Linked DNA regions of Mus musculus: all the other regions are linked to region 3. A link is a contact called in public HiChIP or PLAC-seq and promoter capture Hi-C data. All regions are on one chromosome and are shown on one strand. The core of a region is the stretch at or near the end of the contact, and the rest is flanking DNA. Distances in the headings are between cores, read along the strand shown. Region 1 holds the start of Plec (plectin). Region 2 has its middle 9.3 kb from the start of Mir1942. Region 3 holds the start of Oplah (5-oxoprolinase (ATP-hydrolysing)).

Region 1 (3,530 bases), core at 651-3,150, 100 kb after region 3:
TGGGAGCTACTGCCCTCTCCTGCCTAAAGGTGGGATAGGGACTATGACTTGGTCAACTTAGTTACTGTAAGGGCACCCTCGTGGGACTGGGCAGAAGAGACTTCAGGTCCAAGGGCTCAGGGGACTTTGGATGTGGCTGGAGATCATTAGGGGATGGTGGTGAGTTATGTATTGGCTTCGTGGGTGGGGGATTAGAGATTTGATGGGATTAGGTTAGGAAATCATGTCAGGAAGATAGGAACTCTGGGTGGGGGTGGGGTGAGTACAGGTTACTGTGGAGAAGTGTCTGAGGGACAGGCCAAGCAAGTCGGAATTTGTTTGCTCTTAGAACTGGGTTGGTACTGGTCCTGTAACTAAAGCACTGGTGCCTTAGGTACCACAGGGAAGGGGGTGTGGTGGCTGTACACTCTCGGCCCTACAGACCCAATTTAGTGCTGCTCTGCACTTCCAGGGTTGGGCTCCGAGGGCCTGCCCCCCTTCCTGCCTAAGTCTGGCTAGGGGCGTGGTACAGGGAGAGCCCTGCCGCAGTGAGCTGGCTGAGCTGGCCTCAGGGAAGGCTTTGGGGACTGTTGGCTGAGCCTTCAGAGTTTCCACCCGCCACCGGTCTGTGTCTGTATGTTTGGAGTCTGCTGGGGCACCATGGCGACAGCCCATAAACCCGCCCCACGCACTGCTTTGTTGGCTGCCCGCCTGCCTCTGGCCAGCGCCTCCCACCGCAGGATCCCCCGCCTCCGCCCTATTTATAATCAGTTCCTGGGGTTGCAGTGCTTGGTGGGAATGGGTGTGTCCATTCAGGGAGAGCCTTAATGGCATGGGGGGTTTGGTGCGGCACCACAGGGAGAGTTGGAGTATTGGGTGGTGGCACCCAGCACAGGCTACATGCGTGTGGGACCCTCGGTTGTGAGGGCCCAGCAGAGGTGACAGCTGTGCTAGGCAGCCCTTAGGGCATGAGCTCAGTCCTCTTCCTTTCACTTCAGTTCCTGCTGGTGTCCTCGTGTCCTCTCCACAGCACCTGCCCCTCCGGCCACAAGTGGACACTCAGGCTGCCTGGGGGTAGGGAATTTTTGGATGTCAGGGCCACCAAGCCTGGGGTGTTAGGGACTTGGTGACTTTGATTCCCTATGGCAGCTGGGAGTCCCTGGCGTCCAACAGCTGCACTGAAGGTGTGGGAGGAAAGAGGCCTCACCCAGAGCTCTCTTCAGAGGTCTTGGACTGGAAAGTGGCTTTGTTTCTGGACCCACCCTAATCTAGCCTGTCGTGGAAGTGTTACGTTCCATGGTCATCTGGTGAGAGGGGCACAGTACTGTCCCTTTCCTTTTCTGATGGACAGCGGCAGTGGTGCCTGCCGCCAACTGTCTGTGCGTCCTGGCAGCTCCTCCCACTCTTCTCCTTCAGGTCTCTGGCCACCACCACACCCCAGATTCTTCTCCATACCCTAATCTTCCTCCCTTGGATTCTTTTAGTTTTCTACTTTGCGCAACCCCTCCTTTAGATAGCTATGGACAGATGATACCTCACCTCACCCTGAGATCACAGTGAGGGGGTGCTGTCCTTATGAGGACCCTCCTGCTCTCTCTGCTCCCTGTTTTCTGCCCATCTGTTCTCTTCTGAGGGGGGCGGGGTTGATTCTTGATCCATATTACACTCCGTCCTGCCTTCACACAGTCTTGAGAACCTTGAACAAGTGTTTTAGAAACACATGTAATTTCTGACATTGGAGCTATGTGGCCCGGGTGGGGAGGGGCAGTTTATTGGTGCCCCCCACTCTTCAAGGGGCCCCCGCCAGTAGTGGGTGGGAGGGACCGGCCCTGCTGCTGAGTCAGAGGGGGCCGGCCCAGGCGTCCTGGAGGGCGGGCAGGCGGGAGGCTCAGACAGGCAGCCTTGCCGGCGCAGGAATTCACAGAGCAAGGCTCTGGAGCCGCACTGCCCCTGAGCCTGCGCCCTTGTGCTTAGAACCGGAGCCTGCCTGCCTGTTTGCCAGTGGCCCCTGCTGCATCTTGTGCCAAAGGAGCTTCATCAGCCTCCTGGCTGTGCCCCACCTGCTGTCCTCACCCTGTGCTGACCGGCAGGCTTCCAGCAGCCATGGTGGCTGGCATGCTCATGCCGCTGGACCGGCTACGGGCCATCTATGAGGTGCTCTTCCGTGAGGGGGTGATGGTTGCCAAGAAGGACCGGCGACCCCGCAGCCTGCATCCCCATGTGCCCGGCGTCACCAATCTACAGGTCATGCGTGCCATGGCTTCACTGAAAGCTCGGGGCCTGGTGCGGGAGACCTTTGCCTGGTGCCACTTCTACTGGTACCTGACCAACGAGGGCATTGACCACCTACGCCAGTACTTACACCTGCCACCGGAGATTGTACCTGCCTCTCTGCAGCGTGTGCGCCGCCCTGTCGCCATGGTGATACCTGCACGTCGTCGCTCCCCCCATGTGCAGACCATGCAAGGTCCCCTAGGCTGCCCACCAAAGAGGGGGCCTCTGCCAGCTGAGGACCCTGCCCGTGAGGAGCGGCAGGTCTATCGCAGGAAGGAGCGTGAGGAGGGGGCACCTGAAACCCCTGTGGTGTCTGCCACCACCGTGGGGACCCTGGCCAGACCAGGTCCGGAGCCTGCCCCAGCCACAGGTCAGCTGAATTTTGGCTCCAGGCCGTGAGGGATGGGAAGTGACTGTAGGTGTTTTTGGTGTTGGGACTTAGGTCTGGTGGGCTCTGGGGGGCAGTACATTGTGTGTATGGTTCTGTTCATATCAGCAGGTGGCGCCCTTTCTGCTGGAGGGTGATGGGTGTTCTAGCCAGTGGACCCACGTGGCTTGTGCTCCTCTGGGTAAATCCTGGTGAGGGCGGGGCCTGAACGCCCCAAGACTGGCAGGACCAGCTGTTGGCATAGTCGTGTTTGTACCCCTCTCAGGCACTGTCCTTGCCCTTGCCCCCACCTCCTTCCCCCACCCTTTAGGGGCCCCTCTTTTCAGAAGTGGGCGTGTAGAGAAGATCTGCTGGCATGAGACTGACTCAGGCAAACCGCTTGTCCACTGAGGCTTGAGTCTGTCTTCCCCTATGGCCAAGTGGCTAAGATTCTGTATTACATGAGCAGTACTGAGGGCCCCCATGACTGGGTGCTTGGCCTGCTGGGAGTTGGCCATGATCTGGAGGTGGAGCGGCTCTAGATGAGATGGGAAGAAGGGCACAGCTCAGGAGCACTGCCTAGGAGGGCAGAGGTCAGGGCATTGGGATGCTGACCCAGCCCATGGTCTGGGTGAGGGTCTGGTTCCCCCCAGCTGGGAACCAGGTCTTAGAGGATGGGACAACAACCCATTGGCCCAGGGGTTTCCAGAAGGTACCCCCTCTGCCCTTAAGCCCTTATACCATCAGGACTCGGATAGGCTTATGTGTTCTCGGTGTGTGTGATGCCTGTGCAGGCTCTCCTGAGGCACATTGTCCTCAATGCCTGCTGAGGGCATCCCAGGACCTCCAGCAGTATCCATGTATTGCAGGCATCAGAACAGCCCGGTATCTGTCTGCCTCCCTCCTTGTG
Region 2 (3,262 bases), core at 36-2,535, 82 kb after region 3:
GATTGGGGGATGGGAATCTGCAAGAAGTATCTGTGTGAGAGAGATCCACACCAGGCTGAGGGAAAGGTGGGTTGAAAAGAGGCCGGGAGCTATGTCCCTATGTCTACAGCAAGACGGGGGTGGGGGTGGGCAAGCTCCTTTGAAGGCTGTGGCCGACCTGGTACTGCTGTGGGTGGTACCCTCTCCTGTGTTCCTGTCCTTCTCTATACTGGACTCTGAGCTCTGTTATCTTCGTCCCTGGCACCAGCACTCCCCCCGCCCCCCAGCTTGCATTCGCAGGGTGTTTGCACGGATGAACGGTGACTAACAGTAGCATTCAGCTGGCAAGGGTAAGGGCTGCCAGTTGTTTGGGGCTCTTGGGAGAGGACTTGAGATCTCTCAACTGTGGAAAGGCAAACACTAAATAAAAGAGTCTGGCACAATAGAACTACCTTAAAGAAAAGTAGTAAGGTGGTGGTGCCTGGTGCCGATGTCTGTGAGGTAGGGGAGAGGAGGGGAGGAGCTGGCGAGAGGGAGACAGAGCTTCCTGTACTCGGAGTCCTCCCGACTCTGATGACCTCTGGAGACACTGGCTTTCCTTGTTAGCCCTTATTCTGTTGACCCCATGCTTAGTGTTTAGATGCATTTCACAGGTCATAATACAGTTGACTTATGTAAAGTGTACAATTCGCCAGGCGGTAGTTGTGTGCGCCTTTCATCCCAGCACTTGTGAGGCAGAGGCAGGCAGGTCTCTAAATTTGAAAGAAACCCTGTTTCGAAAAAAAAAATCTATACACACACACACACGTGTGTACAATTGTGTCTTTTTTGTATGTATTAGCATATCTGCAGAGTTGTACATCTGCAGAGTTGTATATCCATCATAGTCAGTTCCAGAACATCTCACCCCCTGTCCCCTGCTATTGTAACCACTCTGCTCTCAGCTCTTAGAGATTCTGGATTGGCCATTTCATCTAAATGGACTCCTCCTGTTCGAGTCGGCCTTCTCTCACACATACCAGTATCTTATCCACCTCCCTTTTATCCCCACCCTCTCTTTTGGGACAGGATCATACAGTATAACCCTGACTGGCCTTGAGCTCACAATCCTCTTGCCTTCACCTCCGGAGCATAGTTTCCGGACATACGCCACCACGGTAGAATATTTCACTTTATGGATACAGCAACATTTCCATTTGGATTATTATGACGAATGGTGTGTTAGCACTCGCACGCACATCTGTGTGTGCATTTGTAGCTTTCTCTTGGGTAGATGACTTGCAGTGGAGTCGCTGGGTCATGTGGTCATTCTATATTTAACTGTTTGAGGAACTGCCAGATGGTTTTCCACAGGAGCTGAAGTATTCTACTCTCCCAATATCACCGCATGATGTTTCTAATGTCTTCAGTGTATTTCCTCCCCTCTTTGCACTGCCTGCCTATTAATTTTTCTACTTATTTTTTCCTTTTGTGGAGTGGTGCGTGGAACCCAGGGCCTTCAGCAGGCTAGGTGCCCTTCTAATTTCTTGAAGGATCTTTTGGATACTTAAGTTCTGAGAAAGTATTTTTAACTGAGGAGTTTTACACTTGCTGTCTGTTGGGTGGGGCAAGCATGCGTCATAGTGAACATGTGGAGGTTAAAGGACAATGTGTGGCATTTGCGTCTTTCCTTCCACGTGGGTATCAGGGATTGAACTCAGTCCCTCTGCCTGGTGGGAAGTGCCTCTATCTGTTGAGCTGTCTTCCCAGCTCAAAAAGTGTATTAAGTTTTCATTATTATTATATATCTGATTTATTTATTTATTCATTCTTTCGTTCATTCATTTTTTGTTGGCCATGCTTTACATGTTATATCTAAGAAACCATTGCTCTAACCAAAGCTAGAAACATTTTTGCTTATTGCTCTTTCTCCCTCTCCCTCTTCTTCTTTTTCTGGAATTTTTTTTTTTTTTTTTTTTTTTTTTTTTTTTTTTTTTTTTTGGTTTTTCGAGACAGGGTTTTTCTATGTAGCCTTGGCTGTCCTGGAACTCACTCTGTAGACCAGGCTGGCCTCAAACTCAGAAATCCACCTGACTCTGCCTCCCAAGTGCTGGGATAAAAGGTGTGCGCCACCACTGCCCAGCCTGGAATTTTTTTTTTTAAGGCTTATTTTATATACGTGAGTACACTGTAGCTGTCTTCAGACACACCAGAAGAGGGCATCAGATCCTGTTACAGATGGTTGCGAGTCACCATGTGGTTGCCGAGAATTGAACTCAGAACCTCTAGAAGAGCAGCCAGTGAGCTTAACCACTGAACCGACCCCCCCCCCCCCAGTCCCGTTCTTATTCTTACTTTTACACTTGCTGTTTGTTGTACTATTTATTTACTTATTTTTGTGGTTCTGGGATTGGATCCAAGGCTTCACACATGAGAGGTGAGCAGTCACCACTGAGCTACACTTCTAGCCGTATATATTTAGCTTATTAATATTTAAAAAAAAAATTCAGTTTCTGAGTATGCTGCCTGCTTGTACGTACACCGTGTGTGTGCAGTGCCTGTAGAGGCCAGAAGATGGCATCAGTTCACCCAGGACTAGAGTTACAGCTGGTTGTCAGCTGCTTTGTAAATGCTGGGACTTGAACCTGTGTCATCCAAAGAGCAGGCAGTGTTCAGAGCAGAGCTGTATTTAGTTCTTATGTGGAGGCCTTTGGTCTGTTTGAGTTCATTTTGTGTGTGACATGAAGTAGGTGTCTACTTTAGTGTGTGACTATCCTGCTGTCCCAGCATGATTTGTTGCAAAGATTTTTTTTCCCCTATTGAGTGTCATCAACAGTCTCATGGTTTCAAATGATTACAAAATACTCTGTTACCTGGAAGCATGACTCTTTGTTTACTTGATCCTTAGATGGACATTGAACTTACTTTAAAAGGTTATTACGCTAGAGAGATAAGTTGGCGGTATAGAGAGCACTTGTCTTCCAGTAACCCTGACTGCCAGTCCCAGAGACCACCCTGGCTGGCTTAGCTCTGTTATTTCAGCTCTCGGGAATGCAGCGCCCTCTTCTGGATTCCACAGGCACCTGCACTCATGTGGCACACACAGACACATACTCATACATATAAATAAAAAAATAGGGCTGGCGAGATGGCTCAGTGGGTAAGAGCACCGGACTGCTCTTCCGAAGGTCCAGAGTTCAAATCCCAGCAACCACATGGTGGCTCACAACCATCCCCAACAAGATCTGACTCCCTCTTCTAGAGTGTCTGAAGACAGCTACAGTGTACTTACATATAATCAATA
Region 3 (3,353 bases), core at 751-3,250:
GAGGGTGGGATGATGTCTTGGGAGCCCGTGCAGGAGAGAGGAGAGGTTGCCTCTGAGGACATTGAGCAGAGTTGGAATAAAGTAACAGTCATGAGGATGGGGCAAGCTTTCTGAGCTAAGGGATTGTCAGTGCAAATGCCCTATGTGGCAGCCAGTGGGCTATGAGATTGATGCAGAGGAAAGAGGGTACCAGAGGTACTCTTGCAAGACAGAGTTTGAGAAAAGCTGTCTCCTGACTCTCTTTGGGTTCTCTCTCTCTCTGGGTTCTCTCTCTGGGTTTTCTCTCTCTCTCTGGGTTCTCTCTCTCTGGGTTCTCTCTCTCTGGGTTCTCTCTGGGGTCTCTCTCTCTCTGGGTTCTCTCTCTCTCTACACACACACACACACACACACACACACACACTTTTTCTCTCCATACTAGGAACAGAACTCAGGGCCTCTTGTATTCTAAACAAGTAGTCTACCAACTGGGCTACCATCCAGCCCTCTCCTACTTTTGGTTTTGAAATGAAAATCTCACTGAGTTATGTACCATAGACCTTACCCTGGCATCCACAAAATGAGAAAGGGACATGAGGACAGGTTTTGAATGCCCAGGGGCACCAGGCATTGCCTGACGTGTGGCGTGAAGCCCAGAGCCTACAAGTCTAATACATAACCAGCTTACCTGCATCCTAGCCTCCTAGGCCCAAGTGGGCCTTGAGAGCCAGCAGTGTACTTAGAATGGGGGATTTGGGTGTGTGCCCTAAGCTGTCTGATACTTGGCCTAGCACATGGGGAAAGGCCTTTGGGTTCAACTGATTTCCTACAGTCTTAGGAGCCACCCTTGAAGGTCAGCATCACCACCACACATGGCTAATAGTTTGACCTGCCCATGCCCCTTCACTTGGATGCTAAATGGCTCAGGCCTGACTTGAGCCCAGCCTCTACTCTGCTTGTAAAGGCTCTGACTTCCAACCAGCACAGTTGAGGCTCCCTGGACTCTGTCATAGAAAGAATAGAAATGCTGGCCTAGTAAGGAAGATCTGCTTTCCTGGGGCTAAAACCCCTCTAGGAACAGCAAAGCAAGAAACCAATTCTGACTCTCCTTGCTTATAAGTCTTGGTTGTCCTGGGGCCTCCTCTGTCTATGCACGTTCTCCTTGGAATCAAGCCCACTTACAGACTGACTAAATAAACAAGAGGGTTGCTGGGCGGTGGTGGTGCACACCTTGAATCCCAGCACTTGGGAGGCAGGCAGATTTCTGAGTTCGAGGCCAGCCTGGTCTACAAAATGAGTTCCAGGACAGCCAGGGCTATACAGAGAAACCCTGGAGAGAGAGAGAGAGAAGAGAGAGAGAGAGAGAGAGAGAGAGAGAGAGAGAGAGAGAGAAAGAGAGTAGAGGACACGGAGACTTTAACCAGTTGTCCTCGGTGAGGGGGAACACCAGTTCCAAATGTCTGTTGGTGTCACTACAGGAGAGACACATGAGGGTTTAGGTGTACTGAGCCATTTTTTTACACTGAAGGGTTGATTGTGGGATGTGTGCAGAGGCCTCTTGATCTTTGTGCCACTTTGCTGCTGAATAAGAGGCCCTCCTACCTTCCCTTGTTCCTTGCCGGGTCCTTTCCACCCAACCCATCTCCTGCCTCAGGTCCTCCCACTCTGGGGAACAGTCTGACTACATCAGAAATGTTGTTACATTAGGGTACAACCAGTTACTTAGAGACCTGAAGTTGGGTATCAAGGGCGTCCACTTTCGGCGACCCAGAACTTGCAGAGAGGTTCAGCAATTCCGAGAATCAAGGTGCCCTTGAGCCAAAGCGCTGGGTCCGCCCCTGCTGGCAAGGGCCACTCAGTCCCTCAATCCGTGGATCGCTCTGGGCGAAGGAGGAGGTGCTCAGGCCCGGCCCGCAATTACGTAATCCGGAGGGCCAGGCACGCCAGGCTTGTGTGTCTGTGTTTGTGTGTGTGTGTTGGGAGTGGGGGTGTGTTTCTCCAGGCCCCACCCCGAGGTGGGGGCAGGGCCTTCGGGAAGCGCAGCGGGACACAAGCAAGACTAGAGCGGATTCGGCTGCTGGTGGGGTCTGTGCTACCGCCTTTCCTACTTTCCCCCTGAGGGCTCCGCTGTACCTCCGCTCTTTTCAGCCTCGCCCCACTCTTGTACAGATTCTGTAGGGTTCCAGTGACTATAAAGCCTGGGCCAGGAAACTTGAGCAGAGTGGGGAGTGGAGCTATTTCTTACCTGCCCAGCCTAACTCGGGTGCCTTTCCCTGAGGAAAGAATCCAGGCTCCTCCCGCAAGAAAGGGCTCCGGGGTCCTTTTATCTCTAATCCAAGTACTGGCTTTCCATCGGCAGCAGGACTCTCAGACCTGTGCCACCGGGACAGTGGCTGGCATTTGGGCTTGCCTGGCTCTGACTCTACTCTGGCCACCCTATGACTGGGTCCTGCAGCTCCTGCCAAACCCAGAGCTACTCTATGACTCCTCCCCAGGGCACCTTCTAGACTCGGGATCCATTTGTTTCCCATCCCAGCCTCTTCTTAGAAACCTGGCCCCCCCTCAGTAATAACCCCAACCCCCCTCACTCCCAGTGACAGGCTCTTCTGTCCAGTTCTCCCAGGGCTACCAGCCGAAGAGCCACTGCTGGACTCCAGCTTCAACATCATGGGCAGCCCAGAAGAGCGCTTCCATTTTGCCATCGACCGTGGTGGCACCTTTACAGATGTCTTTGCCCAGTGCCCAGGAGGGCATGTACGTGTCCTGAAGCTGCTCTCAGAGGATCCTGCCAACTATGCAGACGCACCCACAGAGGGCATCCGCCGAATTCTAGAGCAGGTGGGCCAGGGCCAGTGGCGGGCAGAGGGGAGGTGTTAGGGAGACCCCAACCTGAGGTTCTCCCCCTGACTATGTGGTCCCCAGGAGAGGGGTGTGCTGCTGCCCCGAGGCCGGCCGCTAGACACCAGTCACATCGCCAGCATCCGCATGGGTACCACCGTGGCCACCAATGCTCTGTTGGAACGGCAGGGAGAACGGGTGGCACTGCTGGTGACTCGCGGTTTCCGAGACCTGCTGCATATTGGCACTCAGGCCCGCCCAGACCTCTTTGACCTGGTGAGCTCTCCCGTGCCAACTGGGCATTAGGTGAAGCTTGTGCACTCTTTCCCCTCCCCCAGCCAAGGTCTTGTGGGGAGGTCTGTGAAGCAATGGTGGCTAGTAGGCCTTAAGGAGACTGAGCACTGCTAGCAGGACCCGTGTCCTCATACTTCCAGACTGGCATGGGAATACTCTGCCAGTTCAAGGTGAGAACATAGAAGTTCCACCTTTGAATTCCTGGAAGAAGCTGCCCTCTTGAGGTAGGGTGCTGGTTCTCTAGT

What was found. HiChIP or PLAC-seq counts read pairs in DNA pulled down with a chosen protein or histone mark. Capture Hi-C pulls out chosen DNA fragments and counts their contacts.
Region 1: a contact with region 3 is called in a promoter capture Hi-C map of adipose tissue. The contact joins the promoter of Plec here to the promoter of Oplah in region 3. A contact is called at or near these places in 13 of 39 promoter capture datasets (the C10 cell line, the HPC-7 cell line, cranial neural crest and 9 more), 1 of 15 datasets of contacts at CTCF or cohesin (the NIH/3T3 cell line), 10 of 484 Hi-C or Micro-C datasets (CD8 T cells, Sertoli cells, embryonic stem cells and 5 more), 14 of 115 datasets of contacts at active chromatin or transcription factors (CD8 T cells, the HPC-7 cell line, bone marrow-derived macrophages and 10 more) and 4 of 9 other capture datasets (adipose tissue, bone marrow-derived macrophages, liver and 1 more).
Region 2: a contact with region 3 is called in an H3K4me3 HiChIP or PLAC-seq map of bone marrow-derived macrophages, with 2.2 times the contacts expected there. The contact joins the enhancer-like site here to the promoter of Oplah in region 3. A contact is called at or near these places in 20 of 39 promoter capture datasets (the C10 cell line, the HPC-7 cell line, cranial neural crest and 12 more), 2 of 15 datasets of contacts at CTCF or cohesin (both in the NIH/3T3 cell line), 8 of 484 Hi-C or Micro-C datasets (CD8 T cells, embryonic stem cells, forebrain and 3 more), 17 of 115 datasets of contacts at active chromatin or transcription factors (the 230-238 cell line, the HPC-7 cell line, SST interneurons and 11 more) and 3 of 9 other capture datasets (adipose tissue, liver and pancreatic islet).

What each region holds. Positions count from the first base shown.
Region 1 is chr15:76,204,691-76,208,220 of GRCm38.p6, reverse strand. Plec (plectin) reads left to right here and starts at 1,900. Exons shown (of 33, transcript NM_001163540.1): 1 at 1,900-2,623. The coding sequence starts at 2,083.
Region 2 is chr15:76,223,299-76,226,560 of GRCm38.p6, reverse strand. It overlaps a transcript of Plec not described here. Among named protein-coding and RNA genes, the nearest start is that of Mir1942, 9.3 kb to the right of the region's middle. Within about 2 kb of position 1,285, at least 9 of the 459 cell types and tissues checked have an H3K27ac peak or open chromatin away from gene starts, as enhancers often do. A contact at or near this core is called in bone marrow-derived macrophages and macrophages, where this site is marked.
Region 3 is chr15:76,305,936-76,309,288 of GRCm38.p6, reverse strand. It overlaps Oplah (5-oxoprolinase (ATP-hydrolysing)), which reads left to right and starts at 2,000. Exons shown (of 27, transcript NM_153122.3): 1 at 2,000-2,061; 2 at 2,591-2,814; 3 at 2,899-3,090. The coding sequence starts at 2,644.